Linked DNA regions of Mus musculus: region 2 is linked to region 1. The links are chromatin contacts, called in public Hi-C maps. All regions are on one chromosome and are shown on one strand. Each heading gives the region's core, a stretch centred on a gene start, on an enhancer-like site or on the middle of the called end of the contact. The rest is flanking DNA. Distances are from core to core; before and after follow the strand shown.

Evidence for each region. A called contact is a pair of places that touch in the nucleus more often than the background predicts.
Region 2: a Hi-C map of megakaryocyte progenitors shows a contact between it and region 1, with 2.5 times the contacts expected there. The contact joins two enhancer-like sites. A contact is called at or near these places in 5 of 39 promoter capture datasets (the 3T3-L1 cell line, 3T3-L1-derived adipocytes, embryonic stem cells and 1 more), 30 of 484 Hi-C or Micro-C datasets (the AML12 cell line, the BV-2 cell line, the C2C12 cell line and 18 more) and 1 of 115 datasets of contacts at active chromatin or transcription factors (bone marrow-derived dendritic cells).

The regions. Positions count from the first base shown.
Region 1 is chr1:45,945,295-45,951,140 of GRCm38.p6, reverse strand. No RefSeq gene overlaps it. Among named protein-coding and RNA genes, the nearest start is that of Slc40a1, 23 kb to the right of the region's middle. Within about 2 kb of position 2,385, at least 12 of the 459 cell types and tissues checked have an H3K27ac peak or open chromatin away from gene starts, as enhancers often do. A contact at or near this core is called in megakaryocyte progenitors, where this site is marked.
Region 2 is chr1:46,020,874-46,026,719 of GRCm38.p6, reverse strand. It overlaps the pseudogene Stk-ps2. Among named protein-coding and RNA genes, the nearest start is that of Dnah7b, 43 kb to the left of the region's middle. Within about 2 kb of position 3,714, at least 6 of the 459 cell types and tissues checked have an H3K27ac peak or open chromatin away from gene starts, as enhancers often do. A contact at or near this core is called in megakaryocyte progenitors, where this site is marked.

The DNA.
Region 1 (5,846 bases), core at 1,136-3,635:
AAGGTGCACAGATATCTGGCCTTTGGACCTCCCTCCTGACAGAAGATGAAGGCTGAAGCAGGACCTGTCCCAGAAGTTGTGTTGCTTCGGCCTGTCACAGAAGCTGTTAGCTTCTGTAGTCCACAATCTGACCTGAACAGACTAGTCTCAGAGGGATCCGGGAACCTAGATGGCTCCCCCAGGTGCTCCAGCAATGCCCTCTTGGGCAGGACGGACACCTCTCCTCTGGCAAGGAAGGTGCCTGGATGTCTGGAGGCCGAAATGGGGTCTGTCTCAGAAGCTGTCCTCTGGGGACCTTGGGGGTGTCCGCCGACTCTGTGCCCAGATGACCCAGCGCTGGCGCCGACCGGAAGGGACTTGTGACCCTGGTCAGGCCGGGTTTCCTGCTTCTCTAATGCTGTCTCAGGTCCCGTGAGATTGGATTGGAACAGAAGTTGTGTTCCACTCACTGGTGGTCCTAAGATCTCGTGGAGAGTCCTCTAGGGGACCTTGGGGGATGTCCGCTGACTCCATGCCCTAGGTGACCCGATGCTGGCCACAAACTTAATTCTTAATCTAGGCACTTTAGAGTTCATTTACCTGTGTTCATGATTCAATTGATTCTTTATAAATTACTTTGATTTTTTTTTATTTCTATTGAGTTGCTTTAAAAATATTTTTTAAATTAGTTAAAGCAAAAACAAAATAAAACTGCCAACCAAACTCTGAGACTGCCAGTTGACTGTCAAAAAGCAGAGGCCTTGGAAAACCGAGCATTGGAAAAAAAAAAAAAGTGAGTCTACAGAGAGTTGAGGGAACTTATTTTTTTTTTTAAGAACTAATTCTTTTGAAGGTCTATTTGTAATATTTTTTTCTCAGTAGGGGGAAATAACTTGTGCAGTTGTGGGGACTGAGAGATGAGGGCATGTGAAACATCCTTGGCCTGTTTCTGAGTTGAGAGAAACTGAGCAGAAAACTAATGATTGCAACTGACTAGGAAAACTTTTAAAAATAAAACATTCATGCAAATTTTGAAGGTATTAATATAGTAAGATTTTCTTCATTTATTCTGTAATTGGCTTTACTTTACGGACAATTTAAGGTCAGATAGCAGAGAGAGGTGGGGGGAGAGGGAGGGAAGGTGCAGGAGGGGAAAGGAGAAAGGATAAATCAGGGAGGGAGATGAGGTTGAGAAACAAAAGAGGGAGGAGTTGAAGGAGGAGGGAGAGGTGTGCTTGCATTAAAGCACACATATCATTTTGAATCTATTTCTTACTGGCTTTGCCTATACTTGTCAACCTGGGGCAGACAGAATTGCCTCCTACATAATAGCTACTGTATTATTGAATGCTTACACAGTTTATCATGGAATATGAGACATTAGCTTTTATTTGCAAAGTATATGTGAAGGAAACAAGCTATAGTTCCTTGGTTTTGTATAAAATGGCATGTATTTGTGGTAGTAATTTGTTTGAGAGTGGGATAGGTTGAGAACTGCATTATGGGACAGAGCCTACCACTGTTCATTGATTCCTGAAAAGATCCAAAATGTGATGGACAGAATTTAATACAGATAATTCTCAGATGCTTTAAGATATTTGAAAAGTAATACAAGTGTGTTTTCTTTCTTACCTTTATTATGTATGTGATGTGTGTGAGGAGGAAAGCACATGAGCACGCTTGAATGAGTACACACTTGAATGAGTGCACACTTGGATGAGTGTTTGAGATCTTGACTGGTATTTACCTGCCATCTCAGTGTGGGTAGGAGCAATGGCATTACAGTCTTGTGTTATTATCCCAGGCTTTATATGGGTTCTGGGGATTCAAACTTCGGTCCTGATGCTTGCACAGCAAGCACTTTCAACCACTTTAGCCCTCTGCTCAGCATATAAATTGGCCTTTGATCTCAAGGCTTCTAAGTCTGAGTACTTACCCAAACACTAAAGCTATAAACAGATAGGCTTCTTAAGTCCACTAGGGGGAAATCAAATCAAATAAATACTTTTTGTAGGGAACCTCGAAGACCATTCAAGACACCCCAAGAGCAAGTTTTCAGCACAGATGAGATTTGCCTCAGAGGGGACAAGAGATAGGAGAGAAGAAGGGGTAAGGGGGAGAGAGAAGGGGCAGTGGGGAAGACTGTTAGTCCTAGGAGGGGGACAAAGGACTGCCTCTGGATAGAGAAGAGACAGATGTGGCACATAGCAAAATGGCAGTTTATAAAGGTAAAGGAGAAACCCTGTGTTAGGATGAGGTGTTTAATTGAGTATGCAAATTAGATGAGCCAAAGGGGTTTTGGTTTGTTGGACTTCAATACTTTGACAGCTGGACCTTGGTAGTCAGTCTCAGGAGGGGGGAGTAGCCAAATAAGGGAACCGACCTTGGTGCCTGGATTCAGGAATGCAAGCTAATGCTTTTTAGCAAAGCAGGGCGAGTATGGAGAAAGACAAGGCCTGCCAGAGCCATGCTGACCATGCTCAGCCCACTAGCATCCCTTTATTTTTCTCCCTTATTAGTTGATTTAGCTAGTATAGTGATATTGGGCCCGTTTTTGTCAAGTACCTTTTCAGTATAATTATTTTACACCTGTTATAGCTTTACTCAAGACAGAGAATCCATATTCACATATTAATTAATATCTATCAAACCATGTTTTAGCATTAATATTAAATTCAGAGCATTAACCATCTATATCAAATTGACAAAAGGTCAAATACTTAAAATTCATAGTTATATTTGAAATCATTATGTCAGCTTGGTTTTCTTGTATAGTATAGCTTAGTATTTAACTTCACAATAAAATAGCAAAATACTTGTATAACTGAGACCTATATCTTTATATCAGAGGGGTTTTTTTGTTTTTGTTTTTGTGTTTTGTTTTGACAGCTTGGCATAGAGTCCCCAAAATTGCTACAATCTCACAAGCATCATTCCAGAAACATGATAATGGTAAATTCCAAGTTTATTTTAGGGGATAGAAACCAATCTTTTCCTGTAACCTCAACTACTAAGTGTTAGTGTGCTGTGACTGAGCCACAGCCTAGCCTTCAGCTCAGATCTCCAATCTCATTGACCACAACTCTGGCTTCCCATCAGTATCTCTCAATGAACTTGTCTGTGCCGTGCAGTCATGTCCTGAACCACAGTCTATCTCCCTGTGGTGAGCCTGGGCCTCCACTATTGCTGCTGAGCTTCCTCTTTGTCTGAATCAACAGCTTTGTCATCAGCTGCTGGGATCAGGGTTCTCCTTGCTTTTTTGACCTTAAGCTTGTGCAATCCTATAATTTTGATAGCATATCTATGCAGAATCACATAGCTAATTATTATATTTATCCTTATATATATGCAGATAATAATAAGGATTGGGAAGACCATCATTAGGCATTTTTAATAAATAATAATTTGTCAGGATTAAATGAGACCTAAGATGTTTTTGTTTTCAATGTTAAAAACAATGAAGAGTGTATACAATATGAACTTTAATGAGTATGTTACTCAAGCAACATTTAAAATATAATTTTATAGCAAGTTGAAACTTGCAAAATCTTTATTATATGTATGCTTGCCTTATAGTAACAAGCTAAATATTACATTGTGGTGGATATTATATTATTTACTAGCATTAAATACAAAAGAAATCAGTCTTCAAAAATCCTTCCAGCAAAATGACTTTGTGGGCATTTTTCATTTTCCTTATGGAAATCTTTTCCTCACATTCATCTTGCTTCTGAAACCCATTTGCAAATGTTTGCTTTTCCTCAGATATTTCCTAACTTGCCTACTTCTGTATTTTCTGTCTTCAAATTTGATTTGTTATTTGTGTGCTTTTAAAATACTTTTAGGATCCATCCATGTACCTAAGAATTTAATAAATTGATTGTTTTTAATAGCTGAGAAATACTCCATTGGGTAAATGTACCACATTTTCTATATCCATTCCTCTGTTGAGGGGCATCTGGGTTCTTTCCAGCTTCTGGCTATTATAAATAAGGCTGCTATGAATATAGTGGAGCATGTGTCCTTCTTACCAGTTGGAACATCTTCTGGGTATATGCCCAGGAGTGGTATTGCTGGGTCCTCGGGTAGTACTATGTCCAGTTTTCTGAGGAACCACCAGACGGATTTCCAGAGTGGTTGTACAAGCTTGCAATCCCACCAACAATGGAGGAGTGTTATTCCTTCTCTACAACCTTGCCAGCATCCGCTGTCACCTGAGTTTTGATCTTAGCCATTCTGACTGGTGTGAAGTGGGATCTCAGGGTTGTTTTGATTTGCATTTCCCTGATGACTAAGGATGTTGAACATTTCTTTAGGTACTTCTCAGCCATTCAGTATTTCTCAGGTGAGAATTCTGTGTTTAGCTCTGTATCCCATTTTTTAAACAGGGTTATTTTGGTCCTCTGGAGTTTAACTTCTTGAGTTCTTTACATATATTAGATATTAGCCCTCTATCAGATATAGGATTGGTAAATATCTTTTCCAAATTTGTTGATTGCCATTTTGTACTATTGGCAGTATCCTTTGCCTTACGGAAGTTTTGCAATTTTATGAGATCCCATTTGTCAATTCTTTTTTTTTCCATTTTTTATTAGGTATTTAGCTCATTTACATTTCCAATGCTATACCAAAAGTCCCCCATACCCACCCACCCCCACTCCCCTACCCACCCACTCCCCCTTTTTGGCCCTGACGTTCCCCTGTACTGGGGCATATAAAGTTTGCGTGTCCAATGGGCCTCTCTTTCCAGTGATGGCCAAATAGGCAATCTTTTGATACATATGCAGCTAAGGACAAGAGCTCCGGGGTACTGGTTACTTCATAATGTTGTTCCACCTATAGGGTTGCAGATCCCTTTAGCTCCTTGGCTACTTTCTCTAGCTCCTCCATTGGGAGCCCTGTGATCCATCCATTAGCTGACTGTGAGCATCCACTTCTGTGTTTGCTAGGCCCCGGCATAGTCTCACAAGAGACAGCTACATCTGGGTCCTTTCGATAAAATCTTGCTAGTGTATGCAATGGTGTCAGCGTTTGGATGCTGATTATGGGGTGGATCCCTGGATATGACAGTCTCTACATGGTCCATCCTTTCATCTCAGCTCCAAATTTTGTCTCTGTAACTCCTTCCATGGGTGTTTTTGTTCCCAATTCTAAGGAGGGGCATAGTGTCCACACTTCAGTCTTCATTCTTCTTGAGTTTCATGTGTTTAGCAAATTGTATCTTATATCTTGGGAATCCTAGGTTTGGGGCTAATATCCACTTATCAGTGAGTACATATTGTGTGAGTTCCTTTGTGAATGTGTTACCTCACTCAGGATGATGCCCTCCAGGTCCATCCATTTGCCTAGGAATTTCATAAATTCATTCTTTTTAATAGCTGAGTAGTACTCCATTGTGTAAATGTACCACATTTTCTGTATCCATTCCTCTGTTGAGGGGCATCTGGGTTCTTTCCAGCTTCTGGCTATTATAAATAAGGCTGCTATGAACATAGTGGAGCCTGTGTCCTTCTTACCAGTTGGGGCATCTTCTGGATATATGCCCAGGAGAGGTATTGCTGGATCCTCCGGTAGTACTATGTCCAATTTTCTGAGGAACCGCCAGACTGATTTCCAGAGTGGTTGTACAAGCCTGAAATCCCACCAACAATGGAGGAGTGTTCCTCTTTCTCCACATCCACGCCAGCATCTGCTGTCACCTGAATTTTTGATCTTAGCCATTCTGAAGAAATTAAAGAAGATCTCAGAAGATGGAAAGATCTCCCATGCTCATGGATTGGCAGGATCAACATTGTAAAAATGGCTATCTTGCCAAAAGCAATCTACAGATTCAATGCAATCCCCATCAAAATTCCAACTCAATTCTT
Region 2 (5,846 bases), core at 2,465-4,964, 74 kb before region 1:
ATGTCTCTAGTGGGTCCTCATTGCTTTCTAGACATAGGTTACAATTTCACAGCAGACTCCTTTACTTTCAGGTTAATCCATTTTACTGTTTTCTCTGCCAGGTCCTTTTCCAGGTGTGGAGCCCATCCCTCCAAGAAAGGTTAGGGACTGCTCAGGCTTTCATGCCATTTTCCTTCTGCTAACCTGCACTACTTTGAGTAGGTCCAATTCAGTGCTACTAGGTATGTATGAACCTTACAAACATTACCCGAATTTTCACCATTGGTATGGCTCTGAGAGCATATAACCTTGAAAAGCATTTTAAATTATTTCTTTTTTTACTCACTTACCTATTCTCTGACTCCTCTCTCTCTCTCTCTCTCTCTCTCTCTCTCTCTCTCTCTCTCTCTTTCTCTCTCTCTCTCTCTCTCTCATTTGTGTTTCTATATCTCTCTATTAGTCCTGCTTTGTCCCTTTCTCTGCATCTGTTTCTGACTGTCTCCTGTACTCATTCTTTCTCTGCCTCTGTGGCTCTCTGCCCACACCCAGTCTGTGTGTGTGTGGGGGGGGGGCATAACATGAATATTTTCTGTGGTGCCTGTAGAGTTTAGAGGATAACTCTATTGAGGCATTTCTCAAACTTAATGAAATACCCAGGGATCAAACTCTTGGATCTTCTTGGAAAAGTTCTTGTAAGTGAAGAACCTGAAGGATCTGAGGCAGTGCCAGCAATGCAGGAGCAGTACCCGACTGGTCTCAGAAGTGGGAGCCTTGGCACACACATGTGCTGTTCTCCTTCCTTGGATGCCAGTCAGGACAGCAGGATCTTTTCTCTTCCTGAGAATTGCCTTGGCTGTTGATTTGGAGATCCTCAACCTCTCAGCTTAGTTCTCTAACATTGAGTCTTATTGAATCGTAGCATCCTACTTCATTTGCCCCTGTTCTTTCTGCCTACCTTTACTTTCCCAGAACTTTCTTTGCCAAGACAGTATGTCTGTAACACTTTAGGATGGGCAGGCCCACATCAGGATACCCTGAACCCTTACACAAGACACTCTTATTCACCGGTGAGAAGTCTGAGCCAGGAACCCTAATCATGACTCAGTGCTGAGAATGAACTCAAAGCTCAGAGCATGACCTGCTCCAATGTAGTGCCTGAGCCTGAGAGTTCCACAGTCCAACCTTCTTGGTTTATTCAGGGTTGGGAAGTTTTCCATTCCTTTCTTGGTAGTGTCAGCAACTGCTTCTGTAGAATTTGGAAGTCCAGAAAACAAGGGATGGGGGTTTCTTGCATAATTTTAAAGCATGCTGGGTCTTTTGCTTTCCATCTCCACCTTCGACATTAAATATACCACCTCTGTCCAAAGGTAATGCCTGTTCCAGTGTCCTGCACTCCGTGAGGAGATTGGGCAAGTGTCAAAGGAGTGAAGGCTAAGCTCTGATTTTTATCAGAGAGTCTGAGCTAGAACACCAATGCTCTGGGAAACACTTGCCTTCTCTGTGGAAACTTCATCTTCTGTAAAAGACCAACAACCTGTTCAAGGAGCAGTATTCCTCTGTTGTTATGAAGACCAGATAGACAGTGAGTCCACAGCAGGAAATGGTTCCAAGGTCTACCACCTTAACATTTCCAATTCTGTCTTCTAGGGATCACTAACAAAACTTCACAGTCTTACCTCCCAGAAGATGAGTCATGATGTTGCAGTTTGCATGACTCTTTATATGAAACACTCAGAGGTTCAACACAAATCCAAAAGCCAATAGAGATCACCGTTAAGGTGGTCTTCCCTTAGAGACAGAACTGAAATTCACCATGGACCTCATCTTTTAGATGCAGGTAAGATGGTCATCTTTGATAACCTAACTTCTGATGCTAAGACACTGGGATGCCAAACATCCATGAGAGGAGAGGGCACAAAGTGGAGCTCAGTCCTGCAGCTCATACCATGCATAGCTGATGTCCTGGGGTTCTGTTCTCAGTGGAAACCATTGGGAAATATCTATATTGTGCAATAGGAAAATCTCCCAAGTACTCTCAGGTCTCTGCTCCTAGAGCAGAGGCTATGAGGATACTACATCCTGAAGCAAGTGAGGTTGGAAACATGGTTGCATATGACTAGTCCTACCACTCTTGCTGCAGCTGTTGTAAGGAATGTTCCCTGTATATCTTTACTAATGCCATCCTGGTATGAGTTAGATATTCTTGCTGGAATCACAACCCAACACATCTAAATGGTCGATATATAGAAGGTTATGGTATTTATTGTGTTTTGGTAAATGTACACATGTCTGTCTGTGACAGATAGATAATATACTGTGTCCTTGTGAGAAAGGGGAAACCAGGCTGAGGAAGATCTCTCCTAAGGGTGACTGCTCTGACAACACAGAAACCCATCAAGGCTCACAGGAAACAGCCACATTTGAAGTCTTGCTTGACAGGCTCCAGACAGAGGATCTATCCTTCCTCCTGACTTTCTTTGTAAACCAGTCTTCCCCTCAGACACACCCATTTCAGTCATTCTCACAGCCATCACCTTGGCACACAGTCTGGATGTCAACCAGTCCATATACCTCTCCCTATGTGTAATATGGGAAGATAGGGGCTATTTCCAGTGTCCTAACAGCTCTACAGTGAGCCCACTTCACTACACAGCTAGGCTTATCACAGAAGGCTATGCTGTGAGCCATGCAGGCATCTTCTTCCTTTTGTATGCTTTCCTTGTAAAGTAGACCTAGAGAATGTTATCTGAGGATGTCCTTCCACCTTGTACATCTTCATGGCACTTTCATCACGTGTCCTTGGCTTTTTGAGGTAATTCACCAATTCCACCCATTGCTCACAGCAGGTAAATCCCACCCCATTCTTTTCTGATCTTATCCAGATCTTACTTCCAAACTACTCAGAGGACTTAATCCATCTTTCAATTGTCTGAGGTCCACATGATGTGCTGACCCTTGGAGAGAAAGCAGAAGTGAAAGATCCTATCCTCAGGGTGTTTTGGATAATCAGACCCACATAGAGGGAGACCATGCCTGCTAGCTGGCTTTTGTGAGCATCATAATATCCTCTAGGGACATGAAGCCATGACATTGGGTTTCCTTTAAAGTGTCAATGACCCATACTCTCAGAGCAGAGTGCTGTGTCTTTTTAAATCTTAGGGAGAGATGCTCTCTTTCTCCCACATATAGGATATGGGTTTAGTACTGCTCATGTTAGGAGATGAGCACATGCAATCAGAAGGTAGCCTATTTCTTCTGGCCCAACATGGAGCCATGGAACACCTGTCTGATTCTTTCTCCTGCCTGGAGATCCCAGGCTCTTCGAAATTAAATGTAGGGAGCCACTGGGTTACAGGCCAGTGAGGCCTCTAATGCAGAAGTGCCTCCATTTCCTGAGCACTGGGCCCAACCCCCTACCCTACTCTCTGGATTCCCAGAATGCTATGTTGTTCTTTAAGCTTTCCCAATATCTTTGGAGAACTCTATCTGGCTTGTTATTAGCACTTCCTGTGGAGGATGCCAACTGAAAGACATGAACTTTTATTATTATCCTTGCATGAACTCACTATTCTATTTGGTGTATGTGAACATTCATAAGGATCAATTTAAAACTCTACAGACAAGATGTATTCAGAAAAGTTTCAATGCTTTTGTCCTGAGCTATTATGGCCCCGCAGCCATGCTCCACCCTGACAAGTTATCTCATTTCCCCCAAGATTTCCTCTGTCTTTCTAGCATGTGCTCAGTGGCATCTGGGCCATGTTTCCTGGAGATGTTTCCTTCTTATTTCTAGCAAAGACCCTGCTACTTTGAGATGGCAGACTATCTCTTTTTTTTTCAGGTGGCTATTATGTAGACATGGGCTTGAATGATGTGCAGTTTCCATCATAAAACAACTTGTAAAAAGGAGTTGAAAAGACTACTTGCAAAGTTGTATTTATGGGCTTAATTTTCAAGGAAACTGTTAGACATGAGGGAGAGGTGAATCAAGAGAAACATAGTACATTTCAAAATCCTGTCAAATTCCTAAGGATGTGTTCATATGTGTGATGCTCAAGAGTGTGCTTAAACTTTGGCAACTCGTTTGATACTGAAGAGCCTAAATGGTACTTTTCAAAAGGATAGGCTTGGGCCTAGCCATGGAGAGTTCAAAGAATTCCATTTCAGGTTTACCCAGGGATGAAAGACAAATCTACTAATATCCTTTAGCATTCTCACAAACATGTAAAACCAGATGCTACCACTGGATGTCAGGAGTGATCCTTTTCTTGGAGCGAAATTGTCATCCTTTAGGCTTTTAACTTCCCTTTCTTTCAACTGTGCTTGCTGTCTCTTGGCCTACACCATGCTCTGTTCTTTAGAGTACCAGCCTCCCCCAACCATCCTGGACTTAAAAAGGCTGAATGATGTTGCAATGAGGGGTCTGCTAGATTATGCCCTAAATAGTGGCTGAGTGAGTTGTGGGGTTTTCCTGTGTTCAAGCAGGAACACTGAGCAGAGTGAGACAGGACAGGTACCCCTCAGTCTGAATTAAGGGACATACTTTAGTCATATTCTGCTCTACTGTGGCAGACAGCACAGGATAGGAACTACATCCTTACCTGGCTTGCTCCTCACTACACTCTCACAGCTTTTCAACGTAGACCACACTTGCTCTGGCCAAAAATGCAGTACAGTGTGTTATATGTTCCTATCTTCAGCTTGGTGGATGAGTTAGAATGGTTTTGTAGACCATTCTGTGCCTCCATTTTGAGCCCTGCCTTTGATAACACCATGTCATGTGATTCCTCCAGAGTTCATCCCAATATTTATCATCATGAATAAACCTTCCAAGCAGCTCTGAGAATCCATTTTACAGAAAATGTGACATCAGTGAATGGCAATAACATCTGGGCCCTCAGAAGCCAATCCTGGTGGAGGATGGAGCAATGTCAGTCAATCGATCAATGAGTCTCTGCTGGTCAAGATGAGCTGCTTCCAGGCAACTTTTATCAAAATGTAATAAGATGATCTTGACTCTTTGACTGTTAAGTAAGTGTTCAGAATGGTTCTTGGACACCCCATTTGCACAATGGAGGTAAGAAATCTACTGAAGTCTTTTGGGGCTTTTGGATCATGTTTGTGTACTTAGCAAGGGACTGGTGTGAGAGAACATCTCTGGACAGTGGCATATCTACAGTGTCTCACCATTTCTTCATGATGATCCCATGAGTTTGGGAAATGGAGAACACACACTGGCATTAAAATGTAACCTCTGATGTATGAATTTGGGGCTGTGCACAGCATAAGTAACATTTGGACATTTTTTCAGCTATGAAGGAAGAACCATTTCGCCATCATCCTTACCCCTGGATGTGTTTATATATGTCCATGACCTGTTGAGTCTCCAGGGGAAACTTTTCGTGGGATTGCTGCAGGATGTATGTGTGGGTCTCTTTGCTTGTCTTCTGTACATGAATGATAGAGGTGATGTTTTCTGTACCTGTGCATATGATCACTGAAGGTGTAGTTTTTTCTCTCCTCAGAGTACCCAGGATCTTCACATCATCTGTGCTCACTTACTCCATTCTTGAAACTTGTACACCTGCTACCCAATCATGATCTGACCACAAGTGACTAGACTTTTGATGCGTCCATGAGAACACCCCTGACTGGGTGTTTCCATTCTTAGCCCCATTGTAGGAAGGGAACAAAGCCAGGAGATGTCATGCTGTTTACCAGTTCAGGAAGTGCAGGAGAAGAGCACGTTATCAACATCAAAACTTCTGAGTGCTAGGACCCTGTTACTTTCTATGGTCTATCTAGAATGCCTTCAGTCAGGTAGTGTGGCACAAGTTAACTCTTTCCAAAAAAAGCCTGACTGACAT